Regions from separate parts of the Bombyx mori genome. Here region 2 is linked to region 1. Evidence: chromatin contacts called from public Hi-C data. All regions are on one chromosome and are shown on one strand. Each heading gives the region's core, a stretch centred on a gene start, on an enhancer-like site or on the middle of the called end of the contact. The rest is flanking DNA. Distances are from core to core; before and after follow the strand shown.

Region 1 (4,675 bases), core at 563-3,062:
GTAGCACACAGAAAAATCTGGTATACCCTTTAAAGCACTAATTAACGATAGCTATTCCTCATTAATTAGTATCGAACGGTTATTTATAGAAATAATCTAAAGTTTTTATTTTAATATATTTTTAACTCGAAAGGCGCCATGTGCGGACGGACAACTCTTGGTAGCGTGTAATTATCTTTTGCAATATTTGGGTTCAACGAACGAAGTTACATTGAAACTTAAGGAAATAATTATGTTTTATTTTATTAATCAGTCGTTATAAGTAATTGTTTGGTGTTGCGCTCCGCTTTAGCGCAGTTTTACCTTTCTCGCTGAAGGTAAAGCTTGGAACGCAAACTAATAATCATAATGTAGGACACTTTTAATTATGGAAAATGATAATTAATCTGCAACTTGTTCAACTAATCTACTAAACTATATGAAAATATAAGTTTTTATCATGCGGCGTCTTAATAATTTTTTTTTTATTACTTAGATGGGTGGACGTGCTCACAGCCCACCTGGTGTTAAGTGGTTACTGGAGCCCATAGACATCTACAATGTAAATGCGCCACCCACCTTGAGATATAAGTTCTCAGTATAGTTACAACGGCTACCCCACCCTTCAAACCGAAACGCATTACTGCTTCACGGCAGAAATAGGCAGGGCGGTGGTACCTACCCGCGCGGACTCACAAGTGGTCCTACCACCAGTAAAAGGAAAGATAATAAATGACTTATTTAGAATCTTATTTTTAAATTGAATATCAGACTCTTAATTCAGTTTGAGCGAAACTTATATATATAATTTTAAGGTGTAGTATTGTTTTTACATAACCGTGTCACTGTTTCGAATCAAGGTTGAGTATTTTTAGTTTCGCTTGAGCAATTAACAAAAAAGCATCACTAATTAACTTATTAAACAGCCTTCGCACTAATCATTATTGAGTTTTTACGCAGTTCAAGGCTGAGTTAAAAACAATTTTTGAGTATTAAGTGTGAATGCTGTCTTGATCACTGTGTTTCGTTTCTTAGTATTATTATTCGTTGTAATTAACTTGCATGTACTAAGCTTTGTACATTACTAGCGACCCGCCCTCGCTTCGCTTCGGAAACTGTTATTTATTATTAATTTCTCCACTATTTAATGGATGTTATTCTATATAAAAACCTTCCTCTTCAATCACTCTATCTATTTAAAAAAACCGCATCAAAATCCGTTGCGTAGTTTTAAAGGTTTAAGCATATATAGGGACAGACAGATATAGGGACAGAGAAAGCGACTGTTTTTAGTGATTGTAATGAAGTATGTAGGTATTTTCTTCTGACTCACGAATTGTGGACATAATTACAACTAATTTCACGATTTAATCTCATCTTAACTTCATTAAAGCTGTTAAGTATATTATGCATATATTTGAAACATCGGAAATAATATAACAAAAATCGTAAAAGTAAAATTTCAACGTAGAATTGCCTTTTCATTTTTATAAAGTTGATTTAATGTAAAGAGGCTACAGAATTACTTTGATTTATTTTCAATTTCCTACTTCGAAAACACGAATGAAACATATACGAGTATATTCAAACCCAGCAGAAACTAATTTCACCCTAATATACTACAATATGCTCATAAAATATTTCACTACCCATCCCGCTACCCATCAATGTTTGTCTAATACGAAAAATTTTAAACCTTTGTCTGTGTACTGTGATAAAGACTTACCCTAACAAAAATCAGCATCCTGGTGTCGCCAATCCTGTATTTTCCCTCTGAGACCCTGACCATAGGGAACTGCGTGGGGCAGGAGCATCGCTCCACCAAGTCCCTGACTCTCTCGTCCAAACTCCTCAGATCGTTGGTCACCAATTGGGGCTGGGGCCCAGTAGGCACTGTCAATCCTAGAGCAGAATCATCGGGCCGTAACTCTTCCCCTGCCAATTCTCTCTCAATCTGCTTCTCCATCTGCACTAGTAGAGGTGCTGGCATACCAAGCACGGCTCCCTTCCTGGCTACCTCGAGCAAGCAGAGAACGACGTGCTTTTCATTTTTCCTGAGACATAGATCGTCAGTTTCGAAGAGTAGGCACTCTAAAATGCCGAGCGCCTTACGACACCAGTCGATGAAGTTGGAGAGGTTGTCTCTGGCGAAGAACGTGCCGGCTTTGGCGGCCGGGAGCATGTTGACCGGGGGACGGGAGCGCAGTGCTTTTGCCAGAATGATGGCATCTTCGGCCTCCGGTTGTGGAGCGTCGAGGATCAACTTAGCGGAGTCCCTCACGGCGTTCGCGTGCTGTAACAAACAGAAGAAAAGTTCTTTACTTATTGATCTCAAGCTTTTTATTAATGTCAGGTAATCATCTTCATTACTAAGTTCATGTTGAAGTCGTCGTGGCCTAAAGGATAAGACGTTATATTTATATCGACCGATGCGACTGTGCCAGTGTTCGAATTCCACAGACAGGTGCAATTTTTTGCCAATAAAATACGTGCCTAACGAATGACTTCCACGACAAAGGAGCAATATCGTGAAGTAAAAATAACGGCCTTATTATTTATATTGCAATATAATTGCTTCACAATTAGATACAAGTGCAGTGATGTAATCTAAGCTTAGAGTGTATTATTTAAAATAATGACTCTTTATAAAGGTGTGATAAATACTGCTAAATTAACATACAAGATTGATAGTTTAGTATAAGACTGAGATTTAAATGCGTGTAAAATATAGTTGACAGTAAATATGAATCGATTACAAAGAAGTTAATATTTGTATTGAGCATTTATATTTATATTATTAAAACTCAAACAACCTTAATTTTCGAATGAAGACATATATAGAGAATTTTCATTCTTATTAAAACTTTTACGTCTCGTGGACAGTTTTCTACTTTTGATGTACTATTTTTACGGAAGGAATAAGCAGCATCCTATTATAAATTAGTTGGATTCAATTCGGCCTACCACCATATAGAGTTATCTAGAGAGGAACATACAATTTCAGGAAAAAAAAAAAAAAAGTGTGTTCCCACTAATAATGGCTACAGGAGAATCACAATATCGTTCCTGCACGCGGTCTAGGTTCGGCTTCAGTAGATTTCAATTTATCAAAGTTAATATGCAGACAGGAATGTGTGCCAAGCTAATCTGCCCTTGTAACTTGATTTATAACTTAACTTATGCAAGCTCAACAAGTTAATGAAGCTTACTTGTCTACGAGCGAAGTGAGATGATGGAAATGGAGACATTTTATACAGCATAAGTGACTTTAAAACAATTACTAGAACCTAAGCTACAAACAATATGTTTTTAGTAGGTACCCACTTTCTCATTCAAAAATATGTCCGGGATATGAATGACTTGACATAAAACGAATTACTACTTGTTCTCGAATGTCAATCATTTTATTTAATCTGAACGTCTCCTTGCTCGTATGGATAAGGAATCTGACTATTGTACCACTGTGTTTGAATTCAATTTCACGTCGGAGCTTAGTATCTTTCTAGATTCTTGTCGGATATTTTATTCCGATAAACAGGAGGAGGAGGAAAGGATAACGAATTAGCATCAGTGAGACATTCTCTATATGTTGGCATAGATTTTCTCCCATGTTACTGGTGTTAAAAACCCATTAGTAAGCGGAACAAACACGCTCAGATGCTGAATGTTTACAAGTTTTGCAATATTTTACATTAATCCTATAACATTTAAAATTTACTGACTCAAATTACCTCCTCCGAGTCCCGTGGCTTCATAGCCCAAAACGCCACGGGCGGCGCAATAATACCACGCCACATTATCATCATTATCCTGCCCTTCTCCCAGTTACCTGGGGTCGGCGCAACATGTTTTCTCCTTCCATACTCTTCTATCATATACCATTTCTTCGCTCACTCCCCTCTTACACATATCGTCTTTCACGCAATCCATCCATTTCTTCTTAGGTCTACCTCTTCCTCTATATCCTTCCACATTCAAAGTTAACATTCTTTTACCAACCTCATTTTCATTTCATCTCATCACAATATGTCCATACCATCCCAAACGCGCACAACGAGAGAATATTTACAGTTTCCGATTTCTCATTAAAAGAATACATGAATTGTAATTTAAACTTTAAAATATATTTCTTTTTTTGTAGTACCTCACGCAAATTAAAAATATTTACAACTCAAAAGCCGAATATAAAACTAATAGTAAGATTGTTGCGACACCTCGCAGCGAAGCCCACGGATCGATATTTAACAAATCGACTAAGTTCATTCGATTGTTTCGTTTTTTTTTTTAAATCGACTACGCTAATTAGACCAAGGCTTCTCTAGACGGGCGCCCACGCGAACTTTTTGTAGCACACTGTTTCAATCATGAATTTGGGCGGCTCCGACTGACAGTTGATATGAGACAGTGCTTAACGAAATTAACATGATTATGAAATATAGCCGATGAATTATCATCAAACCAAATCTCGGAGGAGGCCGTAGTTGGTTTCAGCTTTATACACACCATATACCATTCCATCAGCTTGCCTATGTTCTTTTTTTGACATAATTGTTGTTCGACTTTCCGAGGGATGATTATGAAAATAAACTTGGATTAGAAAAACTCGTATATTCAATAAAAAATCAATAATCTACGGATGGTGTCACTTATGACAAGGGTACCATGACAACGGATTTGCGTATTACAACGCTCTCTA
Region 2 (4,675 bases), core at 1,239-3,738, 58 kb after region 1:
GCAAAAGAGTTCACGGCTTGGCGGTAAATATTTTCTGTACCCCAGTGTGCTTAGTGCGAGTTTTATAACGTTCTCGAACGCGCCAAACTTAGCACAAATTTTTATGGAGTTGGAGACGTTTGCCTACGTTTGCCACTAGGGGCGCTGTTAACAACGCCCCAACGCCCCCGGGTTAGAGCGTAGAGCCCCGAGAGCCCACCTACTGGTTAGGTTACGCTGGCATAGCCTCTCAAAGCGACCACATAAGTAGGTAAAAAAAAATATTGTCAGTAATCATAAGCATTTTTAGAGCATTTAAGGTTTAATACGATTAAGCTACTATTAATGTCGAAGACTGTGATACAATAAAGTGTAAAATTGGGATCGTGGCGCATCAAATAAAACTATTCCACTGTTACACTTTTATTGTTCTCTTCTAAAATCTATTGTTATTATAATTAAAAATTTACTGACATCTTTTTTAGCCTTGCTCATTCAATCGTCTTCGCCATCTTGCTTTTCTCTGTCATTCTCTTTTCCCTTTCTTACCGTTTCCTCTCACTCACATCTTAACGACTCTTTCATACGTTCCATTCTTACCAATCCTACAGAAGTATATTTTATTTTTTAAATACGTAAGTGGTACAAATCAGGAGAAAAATAACGAGTCTTTTTAGGTTATTACGAGCCTCTAACAATATTTGATGCATTGCACATAACAGAATCAATACATAATGATTAAGTCATTGTAAAAATTAACGAATACAAACGCACAGACAAACAGGCGAGACAAGAGTTTGTAGGTAGACAATAAAACCTTACTCTAATCGATATCGAACGATAAAAATCGATTTTAAAATTGTTTAATTTGAAATATAATGCTATCTACAATGTTCTCTGTGTTTATAACCGCGCTAGGATTATCACAAACTTACGGTTTTTGTATTAAGCCTGCTACACGATGGTGTAGAATAAATATGGCATTAATAATTAGATTTTTTTTTGTAGCCTTTTTTAATTGAAGACGGTTATTTAAACATACTGCAACGCAGGGCAGGGCTTGTTTCCTTTCGCTAGATAATTTGTGAACTAACTTCAGTAACCTCTACATATGTACCAAGCAGAATACATTAACAAATATCTCTAGTGATGTCCATCTATTTACTATTACATCACACGATGACTAACACGTTTTAAAGAAAACAAAAACGTATTCGTATCGTTAATCTTATCGATAATACATTTATTAACCGAATTATCGATGTTCGGTGACGTCAGCAGATAAATTTTATCGCGAAAAAAAAAAACTAAAATTTGCATGGCGACCGAACGTTGCACTTCAAGCCGGAATTAAAATTGATAACGCGGTTGCAGTTCTTTTTTTTATTGCTGACAAAACTACCTGTTTTCATTACAAAAATGTAGGTACATATATTAATTCAATTAAAACACCTACGACTTTTAATTTTAAAACTAAAATCAACGTGGATGCGCCTCCACTCCGTGAAGATGACGAATCATTTATCTAAACATATATTATTGCTCACCCTAATCTAATTTCTGTATTCGTTACTAGTAGGACCGGAGAAGAACGCATATCCGCGTATACTAAAGCATATAATATGTTCCTAAAAACTTCGAAAGACAAAAATAATTTAAAAACTCCGAATAATTTTGAGTTAAAATGACTCTGTGAAGAAATAAACGAATTTGCATTAAAAATTATCATTTAATTTACATTTTCATGACATTTGTCTCAAAGTTTAAAGAGCATTATTGAGGAGGAGCTCAAAATATAGCGAACTAACTTAGGAGACTTAAGAGACTCGGATAATAAAATTACATCGACATTACAATTGCACAGCGGTGAGTAACAGACAAAATAAAAAAAATATATATGTAACAATATTTCAATACATTATTCACAAGTGCCGATCCAAGTCGTCATTGAAATGACATAATTTCCTGTTTATTATCATCATCCCATTCAATATTTTTCGTTCAACAATTAATTGTCATCTGTTCAATATTTAATTCGAGCCATTTTTAATGACAGGTGTATCTACAGCTAGTATCTACAGCTTATGTGTCTTGTACAAATACCTGTCTTGCGCACTCATTATTTCTGACGATTTTTTTTAGGTGAAAACATACATGAATAACGCTTGTATTAAAATTATAATTATTTTCAACTTTAATAACACAAAAAATATTAAATATAAAAACGTGTTTCACAAAAAAAACCTTTTTTTTCTCGCTTAAAAACAATTAATACTCCCAACTTAAATCAAACAATTAACAAAATTGCGAACAATTAAAAAACACGACCACAAACCTTAGTCGATGAAAAAATCTAGCCGGTCCCGTTGATCACAGCACTATTCGATAAATCACAACAGCACTATATCGAAATTGCTACACGAAACTATCGATAGTCGATAGACGGAGCGGCTCGGCACGCGTGCGAACGATGCCAGTATTACAATTAGACTGACGCTATGTAGAAGTTATGACTTGATATGTCGCTTGCAAACGACGCGTGCAAGTTTCGCGACACAAACACAGCCTTGGCGGCACATTTCTAGACAGATCTTCATTTTTACGAGTGAATAGGTAATGAAGAATGCATTCGAGATGCGCATTTATCACACGCTCAGAGTCTGCAGCGGCTTCGGTCGGAATAATAATGAGACAGATATAATTTTTATTGCTGCATTAACAAGACGGCCTATCTGGTGAGCTCAAGACACATGAATGCCGCCGCCCACTTTGAGACATGAGGTCCAAGTCTCAATAGCATTGTGTAATAGCTCTCCCATGTTACAAGCCGGAACTTAGTCGCCGAAATAAGCAAGCAGATACTACCTATATATTTCGGCAGATTCCATTAGATGCCGATTGGTGATAGAGCATACCATACCAGTAAAAATGTCTTAACATTTGCTCTTATCTTCATGTCTTCTTGACATTTCGAGGGGAACCCGACCAAAGTCAGGATCACATCATTCAACTAACATGATTCAAAATTATTGTAACCAAACCTCTCAACTGTTTTAACATATACATATCTATACAACGGATTTTAACAAATAAATAGTATTCTAACTAAAAATATTATCATATCATCATTCTCCCAGTCATCTGTTGTGGGCGCAACAAGTTGTCTCTTTCCATACTCCTATATCATTTATTCGCTCACTCGCCTCTTACACATATCGTCATACTACACATTTATAACTAAAAAATATGAATCGACATTAAAAGAAGTTTATCTCGAAGAATATGTCTTAGTCTTCACATAGTCAATAGCGTTGTACAAGCCGCAGCCCAATCAAATTTAACATCAACACGGCGATCCCAATTAAGCACTTTACGCCAACCACTTGGCTCCCTCGCGTCGTGATTTCTGCCCGTTTCGGCTTTTTCGCACCGAATCCGGTTCGCCTGGCCATCGGGCTGTCCTTGAACGTATAGAATACAATGACACACACGCTGACCTCTTAATAATCTTGTTCTCATCTAAAAATCAAGGCTTAGGTAATGTCGTGAAAACTAAACAAGAGATAATCTTGTATATTTTTATTGTTGTTGTTTCTATTCGTTTTCTTTGTGAGTCAGGACAGCCGCTTACATAATGGCTATTGAGATTTTCCTCCCGGATTCTGCTGCAAGCCCATCCCGTTCCATTTAAAATCATATCCAATTCAAAATCCAATCTAAGCCTATCCAATCCTATAGCCTATCCAATTTAAAAAGTTTTGTTTTTTTTAGGATTTAAGGATTACTGGTGGCCCGGAGGCCTTTCCAATTTCACCAGGGCAGGTGGGCGAGCAAAGGCTCAGCCAGGAGGGGTGGGATTTCCTAAAAGCTGCCCGAGCGCCTCCGAAGGAGACCTAACAACTCAAAAGCAGCTGCTTCGCGAATGAATTTACTACCGGATCGGAATCGCGACCCGCTGAGAAGATCCGGCGAGAAACTCAGCGGGCTGATGCATGGGTTAAGTTGCACGTCGAGCTCTTTGTCGAGTTCGACGAGTACGGTTACCGGAATCCCTAAGCCTAGTGTTAGAGCTGAAGGCGTCTAATGCAAAGGTTATTGAATCTGATGGATCCGTAAGAACGTCTCTAGGACGTCGACGGTGACTGGCTCCTGCGTGATCAGGTTTCGGGGAGTATTCAGCGGTGGGAACGATAAGACGATTATCATGACGCATAGCCTTATCGAATGAGTTTTTGTCTCAGAAGGAGATTTTGGGAGTTGTAGACGGTATATATCGGTACATCGACCACAAACTCGTTTTGAATTTCCAACATGAAACGCTTTAAAAACCTTTAAGGCTTGTATGCGCTACTTTATATCTCGCCTATGGTTCTTATTATACACTTCGATTAAAATATCATCATTTGCTTTGGAACACAGACTAGCATACAATCTCCCGGCTACCTTCGACCAGCGATATCAGGATACACTCAAGCCGAGTTACTTCAAACTTCATTCGAAAAATGACATATCTCATAATCATAACAGTGAGGCGAACGCCATGCTGGAATTACAACAAGCCAAGATGATGATGGTGAAAAACGTGCATAAACTGCGTGAGCGACAATAATTAAAAACTAAAAGTTTCCGTCTGCGGTTCGAAGTCTTGCGACTCATAGAGTGACAGAATAAAACAAAGACTCATTGAACAATTTTC

Evidence for each region. A called contact is a pair of places that touch in the nucleus more often than the background predicts.
Region 2: a contact with region 1 is called in a Hi-C map of whole pupa, with 1.5 times the contacts expected there. The contact joins the promoter of LOC101741675 here to the enhancer-like site in region 1. A contact is called at or near these places in 5 of 7 Hi-C or Micro-C datasets (middle silk gland, midgut and whole pupa).

The regions. Positions count from the first base shown.
Region 1 is chr16:785,424-790,098 of ASM3026992v2, forward strand. The region is part of intron 1 of LOC101740827 (vitellogenic carboxypeptidase); the gene reads left to right. LOC101741675 (GAS2-like protein pickled eggs) reads right to left here. Exons shown (of 5, transcript XM_038016552.2): 3 at 1,706-2,272. Among protein-coding and RNA genes, the nearest start is that of TRNAG-UCC, 8.9 kb to the right of the region's middle. Within about 2 kb of position 1,813, at least 2 of the 8 cell types and tissues checked have open chromatin away from gene starts, as enhancers often do.
Region 2 is chr16:842,612-847,286 of ASM3026992v2, forward strand. It overlaps LOC101741675 (GAS2-like protein pickled eggs), which reads right to left and starts at 2,489. Exons shown (of 5, transcript XM_038016552.2): 1 at 2,315-2,489. The region is part of intron 1 of LOC101740827 (vitellogenic carboxypeptidase); the gene reads left to right.